2 separate regions of the Mus musculus genome follow, and region 2 is linked to region 1. A link is a contact called in public Hi-C data. All regions are on one chromosome and are shown on one strand. Each heading gives the region's core, a stretch centred on a gene start, on an enhancer-like site or on the middle of the called end of the contact. The rest is flanking DNA. Distances are from core to core; before and after follow the strand shown.

Region 1 (6,254 bases), core at 1,424-3,923:
GGTCTCAGGCTAGCCCATGCTCTCTTTGTAGCCCAGGCTGGTGTGGAGCCCAGTATCAGCCTTGATGTTTATAGAGACCGGGTCTCAGGCTAGCCCATGCTCTCTTTGTAGCCCAGGCTGTTCTTGAGTTCCAGTTCTCCTGCTTCAGTCTCCCACATCTACCACCAATGGTAGTACCTAGTCTGGTACCATCATTTTAAAGCAAGTGTAGCCCAGCCTAAAGACATTGTTGCGTGAAGCACATCTGCCTGCCTTGTGCCCTGACAAGGCGCACGTCATTGAGCGTAAACTACCAGAGGCCTTTCTTGGAAAATCCAGATCAGAAATCTTCAAGCCAAAGCTTCCCCCATCTTCAGGGCCTATGAGGTCTGATTCACTGTAGTGTGGGGCTTTGCCTCCCCCCAGCCCTCACCCCATGGTGTGATTCTGCTGGCTTCCTCAGCCTCGATGTTGGCTGGGAACAACAGTTGCTCCAGGTTCCTGAGAAGACAGTGGGGGGTGGGGGGAACCTAAGGAGAACAGCTCTCAAGCCAGATTTCCGCCTCAACCAGCATTGAAATTCATTCAAGAATGAACACACTTCATTACCGTAAGTTCATCATCGAAAGCCAGCCTTCTGAAAATGACATCTGTAGACTCACCTGAGGAATATACGTTCCTCTCATTAGAGTGATGTTTACTTTTTAGTTGGCAAGGCCTCCCCCCCCCCCCCAATCATATATAACACCTCTATCTGGACCCTCTGGTAAGACGCCCCCCCCCCATCTGCTCAAATCCTTTGTTTTAAGGCGGGGGCTGTTATCAAACTAGCCGTGCCTGATGATGGATGCTTCCTAGCACTGATTCTCTACTGAACCGCAGCTTATCTTTACAGCTAAACACACTTAAAGATGAGTTAAGGATTGTTTGTAAAGACAAGCTGAGCATGGACGGATCGCAACAGCCAAGCGAGCTCTAACCAATCACAGACTGACGACTGATCAGACCATTTCCCAAACCGCCCAGCGGGCACCAGGCCAACTTTTCCTGCGCAAGTCCCTCTCAGGCCTCTGAGTGCTGTCGGCCCATGATGCCCTGAGGAGATGTGTGAACCCACCTGACACAAATCGCTCTTCATTCTCATTCGGCAACCAAACTTGTTAAGTTTAATTTGTCAGCAGGTTTTCTCTTGACGGGGTCAGAGCAGATTGTCTGTGCCTGCCCCAGCTCAAAGAGCTTTTCATTGTGTCTAGAGTCTCCGTGGCTCTCAGGTCCTTGCTTGAGATCCTGGGTTTGCCTCGCATTAGTCCTTCCAATGGAATTCTGGCTTCCTAGCTTCAGGTTGCTCTCTGTTCTAAGGGCTCAAATGTGTGCCAGGGAGGACTGGCTGTGTGGTCCGTTCCACAGAAGGCAATGTGGACGCAGTCTCCAGATAGGGGTAAGGGCAGATGAAAGCCTTGAACTAGGAAAACCAAGAGATCTCCTCATAACTCTCCTCTGGGGCGGGATGCAGTTATCCCATCCCAGATTCAAAGGAAGTTATTAGAATCTTGATCCACTGAGCTGGAAGAAACCTCTGACTAAAGAATAATGGAGAAGTCTGCACCTATTCACAGGACGCTTCCTCGGCAAAGGTTTAGAGTTTCAGTCACTGGCAGATATTTATGCAGTGACAGAACTTTTACCATTCCAGGATCACAGGTAAGGGATTTTAAAAAGTAGTTTAAATACAAATAAAGGGAGCAGAATCCAAAGGAAAGATCCCTTAGTTAGACTGGTTTAATCATCCCTATTGCATATGTGTTGAAATATCATACTGTACTCTGCAAATATGCAAACTTCTCTGTCAAGTAATAAAAATTTTAAGAGATTAAAATATTTTCCTACATGAATTTACTCATCATGAGCATGAATATGTGTGGCTGTACTTGTGAAACGGCTTTTGTGTTGAGGTCAAAGAAGAGCTTTTGGGAGTTGGTTTTTCCCTTTCTACCTTGTACATACTGGAGATCAAACTGGGGTCATTATTAGGCTTGGCGACAAGTGCCTGTGCCTGCTGAGCCATCTCACTCTAAAACATTCTAAAACAACAATAGTAAAAATGTAAAAGAACCAAGAAGACATAGCCCACAGCTGAGATAGAAGAGCTGCACTTAACCTTGAACTTGAATTTAATGCAGACACTCCACAGCTGACATTTCTAATCAGCTGCTTCTTTTTTTTTTTTTTTTTTCATTTTAAGTGCAAGGGCCACAGGAGAGATAAAAGTCTTCCACCTGATGCTCTGGGAAGACAGGAGCTGGAGCTGTGCTTACCCACAGCTCCCAAGGTACCACACACAGCTACTGGCCCAACCTGTAGACCTAGGAGCCTCACCCAGGGCTGGGTGCCTTCCCAGAAAGAAGGAAAGGTCACGAGGTTGTGACGGATTACTTCAGTATTAAGGGCTCCATCTCATGGCTGTCTCAGTGTGCTTGTGGTTTCTATGAGTTTTTTAGTTCCTTGTTCCTTCTCTGTCAGGTGGTCGATGACCTTGGGTTAATTCTGTTGTGTGTTTCCTGGATTCCTGACCACCCAGTGGAATGATGCTTTGACCTTCTGACCTTTCCAGTCTTCTGAGTGTCTCTACCCTCAGTCTGAGCACTCACGAGTGAAGCGCAAGATTCTAGGTCCTCCCCTGGGCGTGTCCCTCACCTGGTTTCTCCATCGCCTTCCTTGCCCTGCAAAGCATCTCTGCTCTGAGCTCCTCCCTACCCAAATTTATAGCAGCCTGACTTTAAATACACAGCCCTGAGGAACCAGACTGGCAAGTGTGACACCTTATTGGGATGCATTGGCAACGGTCGGTCCGTTGAAGCAGTGGACAAGCAGGTGGCTTCCAGTTTTCAGGTTCCCGTGGCAAGGGTTTGGGGCTGGTAGCTCTGCCTTCGCTCTTTCTCACAGCAGCTAAGAAATGGAAAGACAAATAAGGAGATCTGAGGACTTTTTCTTCAAGCTGAGGTTGTTTTTGTCAAATGTGCCTTGATAAATTCAAATTGAAGCAGCGAAATGTCCCAAATCGAAACAAAACAAACAAACCTGAGATCACCAAGAGCTGACAAGAATAAAGAGGATCTTGCTCTGAAGCAAATGAATGTAGTGTGGCCACTCACAAACAACCGGGAGGTTTCGTTCCTTTGTTTACTTGTTTTATAATTATTTGGTATGTGAAGAGGGAGGAGGCAGGAAGAGGGATATGGAGAAGAGGTAAAGGCAAAGAGATGGAGAGAGAAGAGATGGGGTGAGGAAAAGAAGGAGAGAGAGAGAGAGAGAGAGAGAGAGAGAAGGCAGCATCTTTGTGTTCTCTGATCTATATGGCAGGCTAGCTGGCCTGTGAACTTTAAGTAATCCTCCTGTCTCTGCCTTCCATCTCTCACAACAGGAACAACAAGCTCAGAGAAGAGTGGCACCCTGCCAGGCTCGTGTGGGTTGTGGGGTTTTGAACTCAGGGCCTCAACATTCTCATGGCGAGTGGTTTAGTCACTGAGCTGTCTCCCGAGCCAGAGAAGTTTCTATTAAGGATAAGAATTCAAGTTTCGGGGGTTGGAGATGGCTCAGTGGGGAAAAGGCACCTGCAGCCAAGCCTGACGACCTGAGTTCCACCCCAAGACCCACAGGGTGGAAGGAGAGAACTGGTTCCCAAAGACATTTTTCTTCTGCCCTTCATTTGTGCGCTGTGACACATGCACTTCACACAGACACATATCAACAAGCTAAATAAATAAGTAAACAATACAACTTTAAGAACTTTGAAACTCCACATTTCACAAAACTCGGCCATTCCTCTTAGGTGTTACTCAAGAGAAATGACAATTTATAGCCACATGAAGCCCAATGTGTAACTATTATATAAAAGCTAATTGTTTCTCGTTGCCAAACATTGGAAACAATCCAAGTGGCCCTGTGTGCACAAATGTGCAAACAAGCTGGAGAATGCATGCATTGGAACACACACCTCAGTGACAAAGAGGAAGAAACAATGCGGACACATAATTGCTTCACAAGAGCTTTTTGCTAAAGAGAAAAGTAAACACCTAGCCTTACAGCGCTCCTACTACATGGCGCCATTTATATAACAGCCTTGAAATAACAAAATCATTGAGGCAGATAACAGATTAGTGGTTGCCAAGAGTCGGGAGAAATGGAGAGGGGAAGAGTAGGGTGTATCGAAAATTCTGGAATTTTGGTTTCTTTAAAAAAACCAAAAAACCAAAAACCACAGAAATTTTATGAGAATGTGGTTTTGTTTTAATCCCAAGTGTCGGGATGTGGGGCTGCATTGCCGCAGCCGACTGTGAATGGCCTCATTCTCAAAAATATGCAGTGGCATCATTTTGCTGGCTGCAGAGAGTTTCTGTGATTGTGTGACTTTGGAATTCTGGGAATTTTTCAATGGGTATATAAATTCAAGGGCCCTAAGAAGTGGGATTGGTGGTGGTTCGGGGGAGTTGGTTGTGGTAGTGTTTCTCTCTCTCTCTCTCTCTCTCTCTCTCTCTCTCTCTCTCTCTCTCTCTCTTTTCTCTCCCTCTCTGCCCTTTCCTTCTTTCTCTCCTATCTATAGTGGGTGAAATCAGAAGCATAAAGCATGGGAAAACCTCATGAAGCATCAAAGACCAGCTACAGTAGGGGGTGGCTAAAAGAGGCTGCACTAACTAGGTCCTTGTGGTGATGAAATGGCTTTGTACTGAACCATGGACAAGCTAGTTACCTGTGATAAAATGACAAACTGGAGAGTAATGACAGTTCCCTGTTTCAGACATTGCTCAACTGCCTGCCATATGGGACTTTCAACCATTGCATCTGGTTTAAGGGTCCAGGGAAACTTGGTACTGTCTTTTTTTTTTTTTCCAGATTTCCTCATTTTGTATGCATAAATGTTTTGCCTTCCTGCATCTATGTATGTGTACCAAAGAAGCAAGAAGAGTTTCTTGGATCCCCTAGACTTGGAGGTATAGAGGTTTATAAGCGGTGGTGCATGTGCTGGGAACCGAACTCAGGTCCTCTGCCAGAGCAGCAAATGCACTTTACAGCGGAGCCATCTCTTCAGGCCTCACTTAGTACTGTTTTACCGACAGTCTGCCACTCTAGTTTTTTGAAAGTGTGTATATATACAATATATAATTCCATGTACATATTGCACACACACGTGTAAACAGTATACACACATATGTCCTATGGGAAAAACTCTCCGAGATTGTCTGACTAAGAAAACGGTCACTTTTTACAGTGAAATCTCTTTGTGTTTTCCGTTTGGTGATGCAAAGGAGAAACGCTTGTGGTGTTGCTGAGGTAAGACTGGGTAAGACAAACCCTCTCCCAGCTGAGCTCTGTCCTCAGCCACGATGAGTAACATGGACGGTTTATTGACCTGCTCTTCTAATTACAGCTGGGTGGTTACCAAAGATGGAATGTGGATACCACACAATTGAAGTCTAAATCGAGGATGGGAAACCTAGCTTGAAATGCAAGAGATGTTTGTTTGGACGGGAGGCGGACAGCCTTGGGAATGGCTTGTGCGTTCTTGACCCTGGCTGTTTCCTGGGGAATGTACCCAGGGGTTCTCACAGTAGCTCAGGTGTACACACAGCTGACTCTCAGGACTGGTGGAGTTTTGGGGTGTGGGGTGTCCCACCCCACTGCTCAGGGGCTCTTTAGAGGGTTTCTTTATTCAGTCTTTCTATCCACACATTTCTAAATATTTCCTCACTCGAGCACACTGACGACAGCATAAGACTGGATGGAGCCTGTACTGTCGAATGCTGAGAGCAGTGACCGACTTGGAACCTACCAGGCACCCACTCTCATATTTCCATGTCTGAAAGTGTAGACTAGGAAGCGGGAGTGTCATAAATATTGTCTTTAAGAGAAATGACTTCGTTTTGGATGTCTGTTTAATTGTTGTTTTGTTTGTGTTGTTGCTGTTTTGTCTTTTACAAGCAGGGTTTCTCTGTGTAGCCCTGGTTGTCCTGGGATTCTCTTTGTAGACCAGGCTGTTCCCAAGAACTTTGTAGGTCAGGCTGCCTATTCCCAAGAACTAGTCTCTAACACACATAGTGGAATCTCCTAACATCTCTTTTTTAAAAGATTTATTTTCAACTGTTTTATGCAGGAGGCTTTTTGTGTAAGTTTTTATAATTGGTGTCTTTTTTTGTTTTGAGGTTTGTTTTGTTTTGTTTTGTTTTGTTTTGTTGAGAGAGGGTTTCCCTGTAACTGTGGCTGTCCTGGAACTCACTCTA
Region 2 (6,254 bases), core at 2,408-4,907, 110 kb before region 1:
TTGTACAATGCTTTTTGTCATGTTTCCTTGACACTTGGTGGTGACTCCATTAGGCAGCATTTCTCAGAGTCACCCTGTCTGGGTGTAGTATGGCTCAGACTGCGTTTGGCAGATGAAGAAATACAGAAATGGTAGGTTTGAACCATGACTCAGGTGAGGAGCGTGTAGGGTGGTGCTTCCGGCATTCTCTCTTTCTCCAGTGACACATAGCCATGCTTTCTCTGATGTCTTCCTATCAGGAGGAATCTGCAAGCATTTTTTTTTCTGCGTTTAATAAGAGTGTCACATGGCAGGCTGTCTCTTCCTCATAAAGTACAGTTCAAAGGTCAACAAAAACAGGCCACAACAGGGTTGGGGAGGTGGGGAGGTGGCCTTGCCACACGGACATAAGGATCTGAGTTTGGTATCCCCAGCACCCACACTGAAGCCCCACACATTGGAACTCATCTATAACCACACTGCGGGAATGGGCAGAGACAGCCAGATCCCAAGAATTTGCTGGCAGCTGGTCTAGTCAATCAGCAAGATCCAGTGCCATACGCTGTCTCAACCAATAAGGTAAGAAGAGGTAAGAGAAGACCACTGGGCTCCACATGTGCACACATGATTGTATGCACCAGTACATAAACACACACACTCAGACCAAGCAATAACAAAACGAACCTTAGAACTTTGGCTTTTGGAGCCTAAAGTGTATATAGAAGGCCAGGCAAGAACATGTTTTCCATGGTGAGATATGCTTTGTACAGTGTCGGGGACCCACCATTAGGAAAGAGCCATCTCTTCCTTTGTCCATTCCGAGAGACTGTTCATACACATCTGACTATAGCACAGTCGTTTTCCCTGCCTTGCTACCCCTGCCAAGTTCAAAGCTAGATTCAGGGCGGCCCTGGCATGCTCTGTGGAAGTCTGCCTGGACTTTCTGCCCTTTGTTTTCTTCATCTGCCTACTGCTTCACTGGAATGTCCAAACGCTCCTGTCACCAAGGCTGCCTGCCCATAATGCCCTTTAGGGACCTCCACAGCTCAGGCTAAGACAGAACGTGCCCATCTGGAGGCTCTGAGGAGTGAGAGTTGAGAAGTTTGTTAGGGAACTAGAGGCAGTTGGGATTCCCTCAGATGGCTATGTAGGGAAGATCTGATGTATGAAGTGGCAATCCCCTGCTTGTCAGGAGGGATTGGAGCTCTGTCAAAGAGCGCCTTAGTGATGCCCATTTTCCCACGCTCAGGTTGTCTCATAGACAAGTGGCATGGCTCTCCCTTCCTTCACACATGCATAGTGCAAGCATTCCCCACCATGGTGGAAGATGCCCTGGAATTGGCTTCCAGCCTTGATCTAGGATAATTTATAGTCACATGATCTTACATGAACCAATGAATGTGTTTTTCTATTGCTATAATGGAATGCCACAGGCTAGGCAATTTATAAAACAAGCAAACAAACAAACAAAAAACCCCACAACATTCAAAAGTTTATTCTGCCTATGCATCTGGAGGGTGGGAGGTAGGAGAGCTGGTTCTGGTGAGGACCTTTTTGCTGGTGGGAACTTTGCAGAGAAGCACAAGGCGTCACATGTATGTCAAGAAGCTGTTCCTGTGGACTGCAGTCCAGTTTGGACATGGCAGTAGGTATGAGGGCACACAGGAGTCACAGGTTCCTAGGGCAGGAGGTCAACACCTGGCATTTCCAACAGACCTGTTCTTGAGGTAACCCACTGATGGGTCAATCTACAAACTCTCCCCTGGGATCCTCTCTTAGCATATGATGGGAGCTGAATTTCAGCCTGTGTCTTGGTGGGCACATTCAACGCATTGCACCACATCTCTGAGCCTACATCTCTTCATTTTAGAACAGTAATTGTCTTACAGTGTTGGGCAGAGTGAAATGACCTCATATAATAATGTTTTATACAATGTAAACTTCCCCTACCCCTAATGCTAGGCTTCAACCCCAGGAGCTTTAAAGTGTTAGGTAAGCACTCCATTAGTGAGCTACATCCCAGCACCACAAAGCACAATTATTAGAGACAGAATTAAATTATTAAACGACAATGGTGTGTTGCTATAAAGAGGCTCTACTGGTTATAAATCTGTTAACAATACAAAATAGAGTCACCTGCGATGAGAGAACCTCAGTGGAGGAATTACCTCCACCAGACTGACCTGTTTGTGCCACATTTCCTTGATTAATGGTTGACTGGGGTCGGTCCACAGTCCACTGTGGGCAGGATCGCCCCTGGGCAGGTGGTATTGGCTTGTTTAAGAAAGCAAGCTGAGCAAGCCCTGGAGAGCACGTCATTACACAGCACTCCTCTGTGGCTCCCGCTTAAGTTCCTGCTTTGGGTTCCTACCTCAGTTTCCCTTAATGACAGAGTATAACCTGTGAGCCAAATAAACCCCTTCTTACCTAAGTTGGTCTTGGTCATGGTGTTTATCATAACAACTAAAACCAAACTAGGACAGAGCCTCCATGACAATGACAGAGATGTGCCCATCTCCTGGCCCTTATAGTTTTATACGGTACTTGATGCTGCCAGGCATGGTGGCACACATTTAATTCCACTGCACTTGGAAGGCAGAGACAGGTAAATCTCAATGAGTTTGAGGACAGCCTAGTTTATATAGCAGGTTCTAGGTCAGTCAGGACTACATAGTGAGACCCTGTTTCAATCAATCAATCAATCATCAATCAATCCAGCAAGCTAGTTCAGTATTCTAACTCTACAGTGGTCTCAGTGACCCAGCTACTGCTTGCTGTATCCACTACACTCTTGGCAGATATTTATAAAACTTTTAAAATTCACAAAGATTGGGGGAAGATGAAGATTATTCCGGAAAGGCTTAAAATTCTTTACAAGAGGCATATTCTGCAGAATGTGCGTAAGTCCCAGCTGGTGATCAGTGTGGCCAGTCAGCAGTTTCTGCTTCTAAGATAAGGGAGCCACTGGTGACTTCTGCTCAGAGACACCCCTTGGTATTTATTCAAGGAATTACAGAAGGCTGAGAGGCGCAGCGCAGCAGAGTGGATAAGCCTGGGGGGTGGGGGGAGCAACAGGCCATGCTGCCTCTCCTCAGAGACCCAGCTCCCAGACAGACTCACTCACTCTGGACAGATTCCAGAAGATTGGCAGAGCAAAGCACCTATGGCTCTGTGGGTTATTTCTAAACGGCCCGAGGAGGTGGTTAGAACTGGCTTGATTCGACGCTGAGAAAAAAAGGGGAGGCGAGTAGATGAGCTTTCATTAGAAACTCAGAGCGGCTCTGAGGATGCAATCAGAAATTAGATGTCACACTGGTAGAAGAAACCAGGGAGATAAGGGCGGAGGCTCCCAAGAGATCAGTGAGTCACACCATTAACAACCTGCCGGTGAGGAAATACATCACCCCATCTGAGAGGACACACCCCCCAGACAGAAGCCAGCCCAGCCAGGATACACCACCCCCTTTTTGATCTTATGAAGTGTTTAATTTATTTATTTATTTTTTGACAGCACCCATGGATTGAAACGGCAGGAATTTCTCCTTCACTCCCAGCCTCAGATTTGTGGGGTTTCCCTTTTGTTCTTTACTTTTGGCAATGTGACTTTGACCACCCCACAGCAATCTGTTTGCCAGTTCAAAGGGCATGTGTCTACAGCCTGAAGGAACAAAGGAGACACTAATTGAGCAGTGACCAGGGCCCCAGGGGTTCTGAAAGGGTAATGTTACTGAGAGAGCCTTGTAAGAAGGAAGTGCCCTGGGTTATGGGTGTGGCCCAGTGGTGGAGGGCTCAACTGATATACAGGATGCCCTGGGCTGGACCCCCAGCTACTGCAAAAACCAAACAAAATAGAAGATGTATTCTTTCTATAACACAGTTGGGTGGCCTGGAGGTCACAGCGGAACATGTTTTTGCTTTTGTTTTTGCAAAACAACCAGAAGAAAGGTGGCTTTAAATATTTTCACCACCAAGAAGTAATAAATGTTTAAAGAGAGAACTGTCGAACCTATTTGATCTTTATATAAAATATACATGCACTGAAAGATCATGTGGTACCTAAGTATGTGCAAATATTGTCAATTAAAAATGCAAAAATATTCTCAGTGTATGTTCTCAGGTGCAATCTACTTGGGAGGTAGAGGCAAGAGGATCGCCATGAGTCTAAGACCTGTAATGAGAGGCTGAAACACAAAACAAAACCTTTCTTCCTTCCTTCCTTCCTTCCTTCCTTCCTTCCTTCCTTCCTTCCTTCCTTCCTTCCTTCCTTCCTTCCTTCCTTTTTTCTTTCAAGATTCCATCAACCCATCCAGACCCACTCACTCAGAATGTACCAGAGTGGAATCCAGAGTCTGTGTTCCTTCCTTTCCAGTCTTCTCTGACTCTTTTGCAGACAACAGTAAGGAGCAACTAGATAACCCAAGAGCTGTCTTGTGACTCAGTGATCCTACCACGGGAAATCTTTCTCAGTCACTGCAATTTGGAAAGTTACAGCTCTTTCTTTGTCTTCCTTCCTTCCTTCCTTCCTTCCTTCCTTCCTTCCTTCCTTCCTTCCTTCCTTTCTTTCTTTCTTTCTTTCTTTCTTTCTTTCTTTCTTTCTTTCTTTCTTTCTTTTTGTTTTTCGAGACAGAGTTTCTCTGTGTAGCCCTGGCTGTCCTGGAACTCACTTTGTAGACCAGGCTGGCCTCGAACTCAGAAATCTGCCTGCCTCTGCCTCCCACAGGGTTTGGCTTCAAATTTACTATGTAAACCAGGCTAGTGATGAACTCATGATCTTCTTGTCTTAGCCTCCCAACAGACTATTCATAAGATAATAGATTGAGTTTATGTTCAGAAAAACAACAACGTGATCTCCACCAAAGAAGTGGACACTAAAATATTGGAGATGTCTTGGAGAAGCACCCCGGGGTGCTTCTGAGTTAGCAGAGTGGCTGAGAATGTTTGAAACCAGCTCAGCTTCGGGGCAGAGGGTAGGTCTGGTCATCCAGGAAACTTCTCTTTTGAGCATCAGTATTTTTGGTCGTTGCCAGTTGATAAATATATTGAATGTCAGCCTCGGCAGTAAGTATCACAAATGCCAAGAACAATGCTCTCTAACATTTTAGAGAAAGAAGACACCAAAACTGATTAAGACCATTATGGAGAGCATTGCAGTAATGGCATCTGAGTGAGCCCTTTAAAGGACTGATAAAATGTCAATGTAAGAGGACATTCTGGTGGAAGAAAAAAAAACACACAAGAAAAGATAGAGCTGTGTAGAATTTTTGCCGAGCGTGTTCATGAACAAGAAGTTCAGTTTGGATCGAGCAGAGAGGGGCTTAGTTGGGAAGAGGGATGGAGTGTCTGTTACCTTCCACTGTGTAACACACCAAAGTCGAAAGGCCTTTAACAACTGTTCTTTGCTTTGCTCATGGATTTACAGCTTGTTTTGGTTTCCCCTCAGTGTAGACCCACACTCAAAGTAGCTTCCTGACAGGGCTGGAAGTTGGAAGCCGCCATGACTTCTAATGTGACTTGTCTACAGTCCGTGCTTCCTCATAGAAATGTGTGTCTAGTGTTTTAAGAGACCCATGTTAGAGACATATCAGTATTTGTCACCTGAGTTTGGGAGTCATTGTGATCATGACTCTCCTTAAATTTAAAGAGAGGTGGTCTAACTCTCAGAGGTTGAATGTTGAAGCCATAACTGTAAGGTGAATTGGGAAGGGAGATTCTCCTGTGGGAACTCTTGAAAGTACACACAGCACCGGGTAGAGTGGTACATATCTGTAATGCTAGCACTTGGGAGGATGACAATATCAAAGTTAGTTTGGGCTACACATCAAACCCATCAAAACACAGGAAAGTTAAAAAAAAATCACCGATCCTCTCAAATGTAAATGAGAATAAACTGTAATGGTTCATTAAATAATAACATTTTTTTAACACACATAGTATTTGGGCCGGGGATTGTAGCTCAGTGGAGGAGAGTTTGCTAAGCATATGCAAAGGCCTGGGTTCAATCCTTAGTATTACCAAATCAATGCACAAAGGTCCTCCTAGAACTTCATTCTCTGTCGAAATGTTGCTAGACTTGACAAAGCAAATGCCAAATGCTATTCTTATTTTGCAAATTAGGAAACAAACTCAAGATGTAAAGTGAAAGGGTCCTCATGACTTTTTAAAAACATTTAATTTATATTTGCTTATTTTATATATAGGAGTATTTTGCTTTTATGTATGTCTGTAGACCACAGAGATGCTGGCTGGTGCCTTCAGAGATCAGAAGAGGGTGTTTG

Evidence for each region. A called contact is a pair of places that touch in the nucleus more often than the background predicts.
Region 2: a Hi-C map of epidermal suprabasal cells shows a contact between it and region 1, with 2.4 times the contacts expected there. The contact joins two enhancer-like sites. A contact is called at or near these places in 4 of 484 Hi-C or Micro-C datasets (the N1E-115 cell line, epidermal suprabasal cells, macrophages and 1 more) and 8 of 115 datasets of contacts at active chromatin or transcription factors (bone marrow-derived dendritic cells, embryonic stem cells, hepatocytes and 2 more).

Annotation. Positions count from the first base shown.
Region 1 is chr8:46,337,215-46,343,468 of GRCm38.p6, reverse strand. No RefSeq gene overlaps it. Among named protein-coding and RNA genes, the nearest start is that of Gm30931, 23 kb to the left of the region's middle. Within about 2 kb of position 2,673, at least 13 of the 459 cell types and tissues checked have an H3K27ac peak or open chromatin away from gene starts, as enhancers often do. A contact at or near this core is called in epidermal suprabasal cells, where this site is marked.
Region 2 is chr8:46,443,509-46,449,762 of GRCm38.p6, reverse strand. No RefSeq gene overlaps it. Among named protein-coding and RNA genes, the nearest start is that of Acsl1, 24 kb to the left of the region's middle. Within about 2 kb of position 3,657, at least 66 of the 459 cell types and tissues checked have an H3K27ac peak or open chromatin away from gene starts, as enhancers often do. A contact at or near this core is called in epidermal suprabasal cells, where this site is marked.